Regions from separate parts of the Sus scrofa genome. Here regions 2, 3 and 4 are each linked to region 1. A link is a contact called in public Hi-C and HiChIP or PLAC-seq data. All regions are on one chromosome and are shown on one strand. The core of a region is the stretch at or near the end of the contact, and the rest is flanking DNA. Distances in the headings are between cores, read along the strand shown.

Evidence for each region. A called contact is a pair of places that touch in the nucleus more often than the background predicts. HiChIP or PLAC-seq counts read pairs in DNA pulled down with a chosen protein or histone mark.
Region 2: an H3K27ac HiChIP or PLAC-seq map of alveolar macrophages shows a contact between it and region 1. The contact joins two enhancer-like sites. A contact is called at or near these places in 2 of 47 Hi-C or Micro-C datasets (both in embryonic fibroblasts) and 1 of 2 datasets of contacts at active chromatin or transcription factors (alveolar macrophages).
Region 3: an H3K27ac HiChIP or PLAC-seq map of alveolar macrophages shows a contact between it and region 1. The contact joins two enhancer-like sites. A contact is called at or near these places in 1 of 47 Hi-C or Micro-C datasets (embryonic fibroblasts) and 1 of 2 datasets of contacts at active chromatin or transcription factors (alveolar macrophages).
Region 4: a contact with region 1 is called in a Hi-C map of embryonic fibroblasts, with 3 times the contacts expected there. The contact joins two enhancer-like sites. A contact is called at or near these places in 6 of 47 Hi-C or Micro-C datasets (embryonic fibroblasts, fetal heart ventricle, heart right ventricle and 1 more) and 2 of 2 datasets of contacts at active chromatin or transcription factors (alveolar macrophages and skeletal muscle).

What each region holds. Positions count from the first base shown.
Region 1 is chr10:66,132,571-66,136,333 of Sscrofa11.1, reverse strand. No RefSeq gene overlaps it. Among named protein-coding and RNA genes, the nearest start is that of KLF6, 350 kb to the left of the region's middle. Within about 2 kb of position 1,578, at least 27 of the 83 cell types and tissues checked have an H3K27ac peak or open chromatin away from gene starts, as enhancers often do. A contact at or near this core is called in alveolar macrophages, embryonic fibroblasts and skeletal muscle, where this site is marked.
Region 2 is chr10:66,558,822-66,562,584 of Sscrofa11.1, reverse strand. The region is part of intron 1 of LOC102157904 (a long non-coding RNA gene); the gene reads right to left. Among named protein-coding and RNA genes, the nearest start is that of KLF6, 72 kb to the right of the region's middle. Within about 2 kb of position 2,129, at least 13 of the 83 cell types and tissues checked have an H3K27ac peak or open chromatin away from gene starts, as enhancers often do. A contact at or near this core is called in alveolar macrophages, where this site is marked.
Region 3 is chr10:65,795,352-65,799,114 of Sscrofa11.1, reverse strand. No RefSeq gene overlaps it. Among named protein-coding and RNA genes, the nearest start is that of AKR1E2, 100 kb to the right of the region's middle. Within about 2 kb of position 1,989, at least 14 of the 83 cell types and tissues checked have an H3K27ac peak or open chromatin away from gene starts, as enhancers often do. A contact at or near this core is called in alveolar macrophages, where this site is marked.
Region 4 is chr10:66,408,148-66,411,910 of Sscrofa11.1, reverse strand. No RefSeq gene overlaps it. Among named protein-coding and RNA genes, the nearest start is that of KLF6, 78 kb to the left of the region's middle. Within about 2 kb of position 1,835, at least 22 of the 83 cell types and tissues checked have an H3K27ac peak or open chromatin away from gene starts, as enhancers often do. A contact at or near this core is called in alveolar macrophages, embryonic fibroblasts and skeletal muscle, where this site is marked.

The sequences.
Region 1 (3,763 bases), core at 329-2,828:
CACGGTGGCCGCCCTTTTCTCTACATCCCTGCTTCCCCCCATCATCGGACACGTGTTCTGCGTTAGTCACTCTGAGTCAGTCACTCGCTGAACTGTCTTCTGTGCTCTGGCAAAGATAGGGGATCTATCTGGGTTTCCTTAGCGATATTCCAAACACATTTTTTTTCTGCGCTCCCATACCGAGCGAGCACATAGTTTGGGAGGAATTCCTGTCGTGTGGGAGGCCGGCTCCGCTCCATTCACACACTCTCTCTCCCAGATGTGACCCCGTGGGCTTAGCCCTATGTCCGCTGGGGCCGCCAGGCAGCCCTGGCCGCAGGATCCTCTTGGACAACCGCAGCGGTCTTGCTGCGTCTTCTTATGCATGTGGTGTGTGCATGCTATGCTTCAGCATTTTTTAAACTCTTCCTTTGAGTAAATTAAAAAAAGTTTGTGAAAAAGTTTGCTCCAGGAAAAGGGAGCCAAAGGGCTCGCTGATTCTTTTAATTGAATAAGGGGGGGGGCGGGGAATGGGGAGCGGGAGGTGGGGGGGATAGAAGAGAAAAAGGTATAGAAATCAGTTAGCCTCATGGACGGCTAGATGAGGTCCCTTGCTATTAAAAACATCCAGAGTGAGCCCTGGGGGTGGCCAACAAAGAAAGGGGTTGCTATTATTTGGGTTCCTGTTAAAATCTGACCCCACAGGGTGCTTTAAATCTCCGTGACCAGGGCACTGCCCTCTCCGAAACAGCAGACCTTCAGATGTGCACGGGAGACGAGACCCGGGATACCATTTAGAGGCCTCTTTGACCAGGGAAGGTCACCGTGTGACCATTTCAGGGGGACACCTGCAGCACGGCTTTGTCAACAGGGCCTTGGATCTGAACAAAACACACGCAGTCACTTCCCACCAGGACGTGACACTCGGGGCCGGCCCTGAGCCGGGCACATCTGGAAGGTGGCTCTTTCAGGGGGGCGTTTTCTCTCCGTTCCACGTCCGGGAGCGGGTGAGCGAGAAGCGCTGCCTTCACAGCCCGACTGTGCGTCAGTGCCATCGGTCGGGGGTGCGGCCAGGGCGCTGGGGCGCCTTGAAGGGCAGGCGCGGAGCCTCCAAGGCCGCTGTTCTGAACCAGGGCCTGGTGGGGGTGGGGGCCGGGTCTCAGGCCGGCCGGGGCTTAAAAACGGGGGATAGAGATGCCACGCAAGGGCGACTGGGCGAGAGCCATCCCTCACCGGGCGTGATCGCAGTTGTCCAGCCGCCGCCCCGGTCGCTAAGGACACTGGCTCAGCCCGCGGGGACAGCCGTGCCGGTGGAGTCCAGGCGGCTCGGTCATGAGCGCTGCGGTCCCGCTGTTGTTAACAGCAGTCCCGGCGACCGTCCTCAAGGCCTGGGAAAATGTCCACAGGCATGAGCCCGCCTTCTGCGCATCCGAACTCTACGTGACTCAGGGTCACTTCTTCACATAAAGAACGCGGGGGCGGCAGCTTGGGGGAGAAAGGACTCAACGCCAGATCGCCCACGTTCAAGGGTGAGCGTCCCGGTCCCGCTGCACGAGGGCTGTGCCGCCGAACGCACAGGCCTGTCAGCTTTTTGTGCGGAATCCTGCCAGGGGAACCCGCGCGCTTGCGCTGGGTGAAGGCAGCGTAGACCAGTGGGCGTGGGCCCGAGGCGCCTTGAGTTCCCAACCTTTACTCAGAAGAAAAACGCCCAACGGCGCTGGACTTCTACCGGGAAGTTTTCTGGGTCCCGGAGAAGGACGTGTCTCCCGCTGCAATTAACTCAGAAGACGCCCCTGCCTCTCGGGGCTGCGGCGCTTGCAGAAGGCCCGGACTGGATGAGCGCCACATACGTCCCCACGCGACGTTGTCCTTCCTTTTAAAAATCATTCCGGGAATCGTTTATTTTCTGGAGTGGGTCGTCTTTATTTGTTTACCCTGGAAACCACAGTTTGACATGCTGTCTTTCGTTCCTGGCGAGGCGATGCGAAAGGCAGAAAAACCCCGCTTGTTTGCAGTGCCAGGGATAAAACACTTGACTGAAGGCCAGGTGCGCTGCCCCCAGAACCTTCCCATCGCCTCTGAGGGACGAACATACATCCTGGATCCGAATCCTCGGCAAGTTCAGGAGGTTAGAGGTGACTCAGTCTCCACGAATGCAGTCTGGTCTTATTTTAAGAAGGCCTCTGAGTCATGTGGAGTTGTGTCAAAACATGTGTTATGTTATGTTATTTTAAAAAGGCAGCTTGGAGGGAGGAAATTGAACCATCTTTTTTTCAGAAAACCTGCCCTTTAATGGAAGAAAAGGGCAAGTCAGTTTCCCACACATCTCCCTCGGTCCCGCAGGCTCTGCTTTGACCCCACACGTATATTCTTCATGGGCTTTGCTATTACCATACTTTCTTGGAGCGTTTCAAGTTTGCAACTTGAGCTGTTCTGACTTCATATTTATTGTTCGATGTGGTTACAGGCACCGCTTAAGACTGAATAACATGTACTATCGCTCTATTATTATCTTGATTGATTAGCTACCCGGTGTGATGGTTCTACAGCTACATGCACTATTTTTATCAATATAAAATATGCATAATTTTAAGAAACTTTGGTGTTCTCAACTCAAATATAGGAATAGAACCGATCCTGTGGCTATTTCGGAGTTGTGACAATGTACTTGAAAGTCCCTGGGAAAGTGGCATGTCTTGGGGGTCAGTCAGCACAGGTCACAATGGGCTATTGGGCTGGTTAGGACCAGCTTCGCAGATCTCGCTGCGGCCTGCGGAGGGGCAGGCCTGCCCTGCAGGTGAGCAGGTCTCACTCGGTGACTCCCCTCTGGCACCGTGATCTCCCTGGCCTTCCCAGGTCACTGCCCGAGGGCCTGGGGGGGAAGAGCCCCGAGAGGAGAGGGAAGCCCAACCAGGATGGCCGGGGTGCCTGGCGCGTTCCCAGTGCTGTTCTTGCTTTGAGGCTGAACACAGAAAGCCAATGGCCTGGGAAGAGTCGGGGACCAACTGCCTAGGTTGTGACAGCAACATCCAGACTTGCTGACTACTGATCCCCAAAAAACCACCAGCATTCTGATGTAGGGAAGATGTTAAAAATCTGTTCTAAGAAGGAACTCCCGTCCTGGATCAGCAGAGACGAATCTGACTAGTATCCGTGAGGACACAGGATCGATCCCTGGATTCATTCAGTGGATTAAGGATCTGGTGTTGCCATGAGCTGTAGTGTAGGTGACAGATGCGCTCACATTTGCTGTTGCTGTGGCTGTGGCGAGGGCTGGCAGCTACAACTCTGATTTGACCCCTAGACTGGGAACTTCCATATGCCATGGATGTGGCCCCCAAAATAAAAATCTGCTCTAAGAAGACGTTACTCTGTGCAGGTGATGGAGCAGATTGTCACCGACAGCATCTGTACCAGCAAAAGAAATGCAAAATACGGTACTTGCTCCCTAAGCAAGTGCTGCTCTAACCTGAAACCTAACCCAAACCCTAACCCTAAGCCTAACCCAACCCCTAACCCTAACGGAAACCCTAACCCTAAACCAAACCCTAACCTTAACCCAAACCCTAACCCTAACCCAAACCCTAACCCAAACCCTAACCTTAACCCAAACCCTAACCCAAACCCTAACCTTAACCCAAACCCTAACCCTTACAATGGGGACACCTTTACGGTGGCACCTGTGGGGTTTGCCCAAAACTCTTGCCCCCACATTTGTCTGGCCAGCTTTTCCTGCTTGGATTCCACAAGAGCCTTGCCAGGCCCTGAACCCCCATACTGCGAC
Region 2 (3,763 bases), core at 880-3,379, 430 kb before region 1:
GAAGAAGGTGCTGTGAGCATCTCTCCAAGGGGGCGTCCAGCACTCATCTGGGGGCAGGGTTGAGATCCCCAGGCCTCTGAGGAGAACCCCAACTCCCCAGGACAAATAAGATAGACCCACTCCTCCCACCCAGCAAGTGCCCTCCACAATAACTTTCCTTAGTTATAGTTCTTTCTATAATATCTGAAGCCCAACTGAGGGGTTCCCATCATGGCTCAGCGGTAATGTACCCAACTAGTATCCATGAGGACACGGGTCTGACCCCTGGCCTTGCTCAGTGGGTTCAGCATCCAGTGTTGCTGTGAGCTGTGGTGTAGCTCGCAGACACGGCTTGGATCTGGTGTTACTGTGGCTGTGATGTAGGCCAGTGGCTACAGCTCCGATTCAACCTCTAGCCTGGGAACCTCCATATGCCACACATTTAGCCCTAAAAACAAACAAAGAAACAAAAACCAATTTGAAAGCATTTCCAGGGAGAAAAGGACATGCATGGGTATGGAGGTGGGAAGAGACATCTAAGATTAAATGCCACCTGCATTTCACTACAAAGATTCATTTCCATTTTTTTAAAGAGAGGTTTACAGTAACTTTATTCATAGTTGCCATAACTTGGAGCTAACCAAGATGTCCTTCATTAGATGATGGATAAATTCAGATAGTGGAATGTTTTTCAGTGGAAACCTGGAAGCCTGAAGCTGTGAAGACCCATGATGCTGGAGCACACAGTGAGGGGAGGTACCACTAGGAGGCAGGAAGAAAGAAGAAGGTGACTGACGTTTGCTGACCCCATACGACAGCTGCTTTTAGCATCTCCTAAAACCTTCACAACAGCCCAATTAAAGAGACTTTGTTGGGTCCAATTTGCAGGTGAGGGGACAGTGCCCAAGGGAAAGTGGGGCCCGGATGTGGGAAGTGGGGGCTGAGGTAAGGACTCCGGACTTGGGAGTGATGAGAGCAGGAAAAGGGAGCTGACCCCAGGTCAGATACCACACTGACCACAAGACAGGGCCCAGTGGAGAAAGGAGAGCAGGCTGCACAGGAAGACAGGGGTCACATGAGCGGGACACCGTGCCAGTCCTCCTCTGCTCCATCCAGGGACTGCGGGTGTGAAAGACTCACTGACCATGGGGTCAAGGGGCTGCTGAGAAGGGGCCTAGGCTGATGGCCACAAAAAGACACATGTGTCTCAAAGTCACCCTTCTTCTGGGCAGCAGCCTTAGCCAGAGGAGGAAAGAGCTGACTAACTCCACTGTGCATTTGTTTCCTACCTGCCCCCTGTAGGTGTTCTGGGGGTGGTACTAGAAACTGTTATGGCTATCCTGCTGGGATGTGGTCATTCCCAGGAAGCAGTACAGGGATGACGGGACGGCGGCCCACAGCCAGACAAGCCCATTATGGAGATGAGAGCTACTGGGGGCTTCCCAAGAAGCAATTTCAGGGAAAACATCCAAGAGCCACTTAAGGGGGACATATGATAAAGATGAATGATAAAAAGGACAAGATAGTGAATCCCAAGAGAGGTAGGCAAAACCAAAGCCATATAGAGAGAGATGGACGCTGATGGGTACAGACCTACACCAGAGGGAGACATGAACAGTAGGCCAGTGTTTACAGCCAGTACGGATGAAACTCAGGCATTTCATCTGGAATTCAGGGTTCCAAGTATTTATGCAGTAAGTTTTAACAACAACAACAAAAAAAGGTGCAATAATGAATAAAATTTACTCATCCCCGAAACAATGTATTACTCTTGTCATTAAGAAAAAAAAAGAAAAGAAAAGAAAATGAAGACCCAAGTAGTCCAGTGTCACGTGATTAGGCCAGGACACAAGCGCACTTAGGAAGAAGCACCCCCTTCACGGGATCTGCTGGTTAAAGGTTCACTTCCAATTACAGCTAAATGTGCCAAATGTTCATTCCAGTTCAGCAAAAGCTTCCTCTGAACTGTATGGATTTATTTCACATTAATCAGCTATTGTACTCAACATGCTAGGGTGAGAGGAGTCGTTTACTTGATCAAGTCAGGCGATACGGAGCACAGACAGGCGTTATTAATACCACTTATCATCCCAAGCTCTTAGCTTGCTAAATATGTGAATCTTGTTACCACGTGGTTATCAAGGCAGAGTTATGAAACGCCCCAGGGCCGACTCTGCAAATGCAAGTCACATATTCTGCAGGAGGTTCTGGAAGAGGGGCTGAATTCTATTCCAGGAAGCAGAGGAAGTGTCACAAGACAGACATGCGCCAATTTGAACTGCCAAGTGGACCTCTTCCCATTTTACATACCCCGTGGTTTCTAAATAATGCACATGTCAGCTGCACGGATACTAGACGCCACTATGGGTTCTGACAGGCTGCCCCAATTCCCATCAGTCAGGGCCCATGTCTCCCAGGAAACTCAAAGTGAGATTGGGGAAGGTAGCCAAGTGGTTGGGACTCAGCTGGAAAGTGGATTCTGGAACATCCAAAGTCTGAGAGACTGGTTCAAATTGAGAGAACTATGGAGAGAGTCTGGAGAACTGACAGGGGCATGGTAGGATGAGGCAGCTTCCAGTTAGAAGGCCATACTCAATCCAGCACTCTTAGAATGGCCTTTTTGATGCAGAAGTCCAGATGCTAAGGAGAGAAGCTCTGATCTCTCAGTAAAGAAGGAACACTCTTGCTCTGTGAGCCTGGGGAGGTCAAAAACTAAGTTGAAGATGAGATTATTTCATGTGGGCATATTCTTCAAGTCCTCCTCTTTCTCCTGAAGGCCAGCATCATCAGCACACACTGCCTTCATTTCTGATGCTTTCATCACACCATTTTTCTATCAGACAGAACAGTCATTTCCCAAAATCTCCAACCTGGATACTTTGTTCCCAAGATATATCCATTCCCTCGTATTTTCAATACGCCACCACAGCATGACTGGGATGTTTTAAATTCACACCTTCCCAGCTCACACTTCCATCCCACTAAAGGATCTGGTATGCCTGCAGAGCAGTAAATTTCAGTTTTTAAAATTGTTGTTCTCTAGTGCTTGTGAGTCATGCAAAGGGCAATGGCTTGATGGTTTTATTAAATGTACAGGCACCACGGTTTGAAAGATGTAGGGACTGAATGTCTGTGTCCCCCCAAAATCCGGCCCTTCAATGTGACAGTATTAGGAGGGGCCTTTGGAAGATGATTAGGATTAGCAGGGTCAGGAGGGTGGGGCACTCACAGATGGGATTAGTGCCTCTAGGAGAGTCTGGGGAGAGCTTGCTTTGCCCTTCTCCTGCTCTCTCAGCCATGTGAAGATGAAATGAGAGGCTGGCATCTGCAACCAGAAAGAGTTCTCCCCAGATCCCACTCTGCTAGGCCCCTGATCTTGACTCCCGGCCTCTACCATCATGAGAAATAAATGTATGCCTTTATAATCTACCCAATCTGCCATATTCTTGTTGATACAGTGTAGCGGCCACAGCTGTCTTAGAGTATCCAAGAGTGTTCAACCTCCAGATATTAGATTAGACCTTAGGGAAAAAACATGCTAATGATTCAGTGACCTGGCAACCCTACGCATATAAAGTGAGCAGCAGGCGCAGCCTCAGCAGAAAAAACAACTAAAATCTTTAAATTTGAGGTAATTCCAAGACTATAGCTAACACAGGAGTTATATTACGGCAGGGATAAATGACTAGACATATAAACACCAGAAGAATTTCTCTCAGTCAAGCAATGGTCTACTTGACTGAAATTACACTGCAGAACTTACTTGGAAATGGGAAGGAAGAAA
Region 3 (3,763 bases), core at 740-3,239, 340 kb after region 1:
AAAGATTGTCATTATTAAGCTTCCAATCTGACTTTTATATCCATTAATTTATTCAGAGCCAAGTACATAGGTTTTATTAAAGAAAAATGCCCTGAATATATCTGCTGATAGGTTTAGTACTTATTGACTATATGCTATGCTCTTTGTGATAGAAGGATTCCAGCTGATCCAACACTGACCCTTCTCTCAAGAAGCGTGATAAAAATATGCATGTAAAACTAACAGCGTGATAAGGTGGAAAATATCCCAGTGGATATGGAAGTTTGGCAGAAGTACAGAGATAAATATATGTGCTATTTCTGCATTTCATGTCCAGAATTTTAAAAAAATCAACACATTCTGTTTTAGAGATAAGGTTACTAAGAGTATTAAGAGCACAAAAAGGAATGGAAAAACATGGTTATATGGCTGTTCCGGGCCAAAAATATCTGTCTCACCACTTTTTAAATGATGGGTTAATTTTTGAAAATAAACATCAGTTTAATCGATGATGTCTCACCTTTCATTTTTATTTTTTAGATCTGACACGTTGATCCTGAGGATATGTCTGATGAGCAAGCTGGCAAGTGCTTCTAATTTTACCTGGTAAAATAAAATGCCCCCAAACCACCTTGGCTAGTGTAGGGGAAGAAGAATAAAGTCTAAAACGCAATACCTGTTCCTCTTACACATCTTGACCCCTCCACACGGCCTTCACATAGTGCGCTACACATATTATTGAAAATCTGTTGTCATGAGCACTTGCAGACACTCTCCCAAGAACAACCACCACAAACCCAAACGGTTGCCGGATGAGCCGCGGTTTCCCCTTGTGCCAGCCAGGCTGACAATCACCATGAGCCCATGTCCACCACAGGGCAGGTCATGGGAAACAGTTGCTGCGAGTTAGTTAGACTTGCTCAATGTCAGTGTTTAGGGATTAATTTCATTGCTTGAGTTATTTAGATCACGATGGCAATAAAGATTTCAGAAAGCTATTGGGAAACATTTCCTTTAGGGAAGGAGGAACATGAAAACAGTCAAGAAGGGAACTGATTCATGCAAGAAACCTCTGTGTATAAAGCATTGTTTGTGTTACATTCACTGAAACAATGACGAGTGAAAGGACACTTAAATATGGGCAGTCAAGCCTTATTAGAACAGTTAGTGACTAATTACAGTTCAACACGCAAACATTTAGCTGTCTGTACCCTATGTGAATAAGCAAAGTATTTTTAAAGCCAACAACAAACACAAATAATACATTCCAATAAAAACGGCTTCTCTCGGATAACCACCACAACACAGAAATAATAGCACAAGCAATGGAAAAGTTTCTAAGTTCCCAAAAGACAATGGACAGACTTGTTCCACCCAGGCTTGCTTTGATATTTGTAGGAATAACTAACCCATCTATGCTAATGCACCATTAAACTTTTATCAGATCATCATCAGAACGCATGGGGATTAAAAATCATTTCAGCTGAATAATACATGCTAAAATGTACATCATCTGTGTTAAGCTAGTCGTAATCATTTGGCCAACGTACTTCAAAGGCTTGATGGACATCCGCCCGTTTTGAACTTAAGCATGAATATCTTGGCAACACAAGGGGAACGCTTTCATCACACTGAAAGGCAATACGAGCTATAAATGTGGGACATCTCAGCTTCCATCTGAGTAAGTCCTCAGAATTGCGACATTCACCAAGCAATAAATCCCTTGAGTTGTTGTTCAGACGCCCTCGCCCTCGATGCGTCTGAAGCAACTTCTCTGAGTGTTTTGTCTTGAGAGTTCTTTATCCTTCTATTCTTAGATCCTTCATAATGCGGGATACCCTTCCCTCCTGTAGCCTGGGTTCTCACACTTAGTCTTCCTTTTGTTAAAACCTAAGCAGCTCTTCAATTCACACTGAGGCATGGAGGGCTGCTTCCATCCGTGTGGGCTATCCCTTCCTGAGGCATAACTGAGGGAGAGGAATGCAGTTCAGTCTCTGCTGGAGACTGGCGAAGAGGAAGCTCTGCGGGGACTCCCCACCGCCCCCCGCTTGCCCGAACATTCTGCTCAGAGTAATAGCCAGGCTACGCACCCACCTGTGGCGTCAGCTTCCCATTCTGCTCCCTTTTTGACAATAAGAAGCCATGAGGATGCTTTTTGAAAGCTTTAATCTCTTATTTATCCCATGTGGATTTGGCCTTGGCAGAGAAACCACTTATGTATTCTTATATTTTTGTTTAATATTATTGCACTTCAGTCTCATAATCTTTCTCCCTTTTGCAAATTGAAGAGAGACTTTATACGATGCTTGGAAGAGAAGAGAAGACACCTTTGCAGATAAGATATGGATGGTTTTCTTATAGCATCTTTAAGAATAACTGTTAGGAACACAATACCCTTCACTTATCTCGGGTTTTCAATGAGAAAATACCTTTTTGGTTCGTAAAGAGAGACTACCACCATGGAGCCAAGGGATACACTGTGTTTAGGAGGGGGTCCCCTCATCTGAAATTATTTATTTCACGGTCTTCCAGAAGCGCCCAATTATCCGTCCCTAAAAATGTGCCCCCTGGGGCTCAGCACAGCCCCGCAGTAATGATGGTCAGACCCACGGGTGGCCCACACCATCGTCCTCGACCAGTACCGCATGAAAGAGCTCCTGGGTGGCTTTGTGACCTTAACAGACAGCTGAAAGGAGGACGGTGAAAAAGTGCAGGTCCATACACAGCGGGGCAGGGGAAAGACAAAGCCTAGAGTCACAGTGAGGCAGCTCCAGGAAGTAATCTCTTGGTTGAGGGGTTCTCAGGAAGAGAAAGGGAGGCAGACAGAGACGGCTGTGTCTCAGAACCTGTTCTGCCTGCATCAGTACAGGAAAGAGGAAAACTGGGAAAGAGCGTCCCACCCTCCCTCAGACAATGGTCGGCTTTATAATAGGATTGCATCTCAACCATCTTTAAGGAGCAGCACTTAGCATAGCTCATGACTCATGTCAGAGATACGATAAATATTTGTTGAGTGAGGGAATGAATACAATAATATAGTTTTAATTTTAGGATTTCCTGGCATTCCATGAAGACATTTTATGGTTTCACGTACGCAATAACATCTCAAGATGTACTGGATGTACCAGATTTTTTTTTTTTTTTTGCATTTCCATTAAAATGTAGGAAAACAAAAGAGCAGGAAATTTTTACATTTCCATTAAAAATGTAGGAAAACAAAAGAGAGCCAGCTGTGACTATTTATAGTGTGCTGAGAAATATTCCACAGAAATCGCTACCCAGTGATTTTTTTTTTTTCATTGGAAGAGTGTTGAGACAACTAGAGGGAAGCACTAAAAATGACAAAGCATTTCCTTAGAAATTATGAGGGAAAAAAAAAGTCCTGAAGAGCAGGGGAAATTTTAGTATTTAAAAAGATATTTTGACATAAATTGTGGATTGATCCCATTTAAAAGTAATCTTCACAGACTTAAGCCCAACAACGAAACACTGTGTTAGGAATACGACTCAGTGGTCAGATTCAGGGTTGAATTCAACATAGCACAGCTAAGAACAGCACACACACACGGAATAAACCAGCTCAAGTTCTCCAAGGGCTGGATTTGCAGCTCTTACCACAGATGGCAATTACGTATCTCACCACAAGAAAAGCGCATGACTGAAGCCTCATGTCCTTCTCTTCCTGATCGTGAGCATTTGAATGCTTTGGAGAGGAGTTCCCACTGTGGCTCGGCAGAAATGAATCCAGCCAGTATCCAGGAGGACTCGGGTTCACTCCCTGGCC
Region 4 (3,763 bases), core at 586-3,085, 280 kb before region 1:
CTTCAGCGGGTCTGGGTGTGGCCTGAGTTTCTGCAGCTGGCGAGTTCTCAGGTGATGGCACGGGAGCTGGGCCAGAGACCGTGCCTTGAGTGGGAAGGATTTCAACTCCCCCAATCAGAGATTTTCCTCAGATTTGTTAAAACCCTAATCAGGGGCCAGTTCTGGTAACCCTGGGTCCCCGAACTACTTTGGCCCAGGCATATTTGGGGTTCTTGTTCTAGTTCAAGATCCAACCCATCCAGTGTCATTGACCTTGGCTTCCTTGAAAGATGGAGAGATGGGGGCTGGCTGAAATCTCTCGGGTCCTTTTCAGAGATCAAAAGTGGCACTCTTTGTCCTTTTAGACACAGACACATCAGGACAGATGCTGAGTCGCATCTGTTCAAGTCATCATTAAGTGAACTCTGCCCGCTGATACGGCTTCGCCTGTCCATTGAGCCTTGGGATCAATGCGATTCAGTTGTATTTGGAAAAATATATATACACGACGAGAACGGCTTATCCGAAACAGTTTAATAAATACCCCGATCAGAAATTCAGTGACTTGTCTATGAACAAGTTTAGAACCTGGCTGTCGCATGTAATCCTCAAAAGGTACAGTGTACTTAGTGGGTCCGAATTCTCTAATAAAATGTGTTCTCAATTCTTTTTGCTATGGAGTCAGGATCACAAATCCAGTTAGGTTTGCTTAGACAAAGTTGTGTTTGGTTTTCTGTTCTCTTGCACTTCAGAACCGTGTTGGCATTTTAATTGTTACATCTTGATAGCAACATTTCTTTCATGGAAACCTTTTAATGGCAACTCACTCTTCTCTGAGCTATTTTAAGAGGAAATTGTATTTGAATGGTCTAAAAAAAAAATCCAGGGCTTTCTAGGGGATTTTGTCAGTTGGGTTTTCCTTGCTTATGATCTCATTGTCCAGGATTGTATAAGCTTCTAAGAATCAAAGGGATAGTGGTTTCTAATAAGTATACGCAAACACAGAACTATTTTCACTTTTATTCATATGCTAAATATATTCGCTCAACTGGCATGGACTTCATAATGAATCATGATGAGTCTGTTTGCCCTCCTCAAAAAAAAAAAACCCAAAAAAGCGATAAAATTGTAACAAAATCAATTCCCTTTGGAAAAGGAGGCAGCCAGTTTTCCAGTACTGCTTGCTTGCCATGGAAAACTCCCCCCCGACCCCGTCAGTGATAAACTCGCAGAAGTAAGTATATAAAAAATGTAGATGAAAATAGGTGTCATCCTCACAGGGTAAGGAGCTCATGAAAATTAAGCTCCTAGAGCAGTGCCTGGCGGGCGCCACGTGGCCAGTTAATCTCATGGATTGTCCTTATTCCTGACGCTCATCTCATTGTGTGTAGTCAGCCAACTTGCAGTAGCATAAGTTCTTGCTAGCTTTCTCTGCCCATGTTAAGATATATATATGTAATATGGCACATCTCTCTCTTTTTTTGAGTAGACTCATAAATGATGGTTTCAAATGGTTGCAGAAAAATCTGGCATCGTCTGGGGGAAGGAAATAATGCAAATATCCTCTGAAAGCCCACGTGAACTGTAATTTGAATGTTCAGTTCAAACAGATGACCGTTGTCAGGGTTCTCTGTTCATAGAATGTCCCTTGGAGGGTTATGATTTATGAAGAAACTGTTTTCCAAATGAAAGAGCAGAGCATCTCAATGGGGGAGGAAACCTCGAGCCTATAAAACACACATGCCGATGAATGTATAGGTTTCTGTAAGAAATGCATGGATAGTTCCCCCTGGTCGCCCTGATGAAAAACTCGTCTTGTCCGGTTGCATCACCTGTTGTGCCAACAGAGCGCTCATGCTGAAGTGGTGTTTGCACAGGACAAAGGAAAAGGGGAACTTGGCATGTAGCTGGTTTAGTGAAGCCAGTCTACCATTTCAAATCACCAAGGCCAAACATTCAGTTGGATGGATAGTTTTCTCTTGCTGAGACCACGAAGCCATTCTTTTCTGTCTGTTTGGTGCCAGTGAGGAGGGGGACGCACGAGGAAAGTCTCCACCACTCGACGGGGATTTTCTGCAGTGTATTTATGCGAGGTGAAGCTCAGAGGATTTTCCCTGTGTAACAGCACGTCAGGATGGCTGTCGGGTTTGCCAAAGATGCTCAGCAGCAGCGGTGACTCATCAGATAGAACAGCCGCCAGACACAGCCCCCCGGGAATACGATTAAGCACACATTCTCAGCTGTCAGATGCCTTGGGCTCAATCTCAGGCTCAACCCTTCACGAGCTGCTTGACTTTGAGACAGCTCCCCAACCTCTCTGAGCCTCAGAGGAGGCACTCTCCTTGGCAATAGGCTCTCTGGACCTGATCCCAAAGGCCATGGAAAGAGGGGCCACAATCACGTACACAGAGTGAGCAGAGCAGTGCCTCAGGCACAGTGGCCAGCACACATTAGTGATTATTAGACAATGAATAATGTTTCCTATAACTGCACTGAGATCATGAGTCATGTAGAGTATTTTGAGGAGCGGCTTCGCATTTGGCCGGAGATACAGATATGAACATCATGGCTTCATTCGGTAAAATCCTGGCAACACGGAGCCACTCTGAAGCTTCTCGACCATGTTAAGGTCTCAGATTCTAGAGCGAGCTCAGCAATCAGGTACCATCAGTTTAGACAGGGCTGTGAAGATCAGGAGTTTTAGATAAAGTCCACATGGCTCGGATATTAAATAATTCTCAAACTCTGGATTTAACTATGTCAGCATAATTCCGGGAGTAACCATTTAACCAATTGTTTCAGTCCGCTCTGGCTGCTGTAACAAAATACCACAGACTTCAACGACAGATTCATCTTCTCCTCGCTGTGGAGGCTGGAAGTCCAAGGTCAAGGAAGGTGCTGGCAGGTTCAGAATCTGGTGAGAACCTGCTTCCTGGCTTGCAGATGGCTGTCTTCTCCCTGTGTCCTCACGGGGCCTTTGGTTTTATGAGTGCCTTGCAAAGAAATTGCTGATATTCCTTAATAAAGATTGCTGAAAAATTGGAAACGTGGTTCTAATATGCATGCAAATCAGATAAAGAGCAGAGGTTCTAATATGGGGAAATTCCAGACCCAGGCAGACCTCAGAGAGATTTTGGGTTTGGTTCCAGACCACTGAAATAAAGTGAATATTGCAATAAAGCAAGCCACACATGTTTTTTGGTTTCCCAGTGCATATAAAAGTCAGACTACTATAATCTCTTAAGTGTGACACAGTGTTATACCTAAAACACATTCACACCTTCATTTAGAAATACGCTACTGCTAAAAATGCCAGAACAATCACAAGAGGGGCCGCAAAGATCACCAACCACAGGTCACCGTAACAAATATCATAGCACTAAGAATAATAAAGATTGAACTGTTGTGAGGCCTGCCCACGTCTGACAGAGACATGACGGGAGCCAATGCCATCGCAAAAATGACACCTGGAGACTTGCTCTTCCCTTCGGTCCGTAAAACACGTGTGTCCACAAAGCCCCACAAAGCGAAAGCCAATAAAATGAGGTGACATGAAGTCACTCTTAAACTCCGGTGCATGACCAGTGATAACGTCGCTTCCAAGGCTGCTTGGAGCAGAGACCGGGATGACACGGGCCTAGGAACTGAGCCGTGACAGTGACCAAGGCAAACGGAGCTTTAGGGAGAAGACACAGCCTCCTCGAAGACAACAGTCTTGCAAGCTTGAAGGAGAGGCTGGAGAAGCCCCAGCGGGAAGAGAGCAGGTGGAAGGCACGGGGAAGGG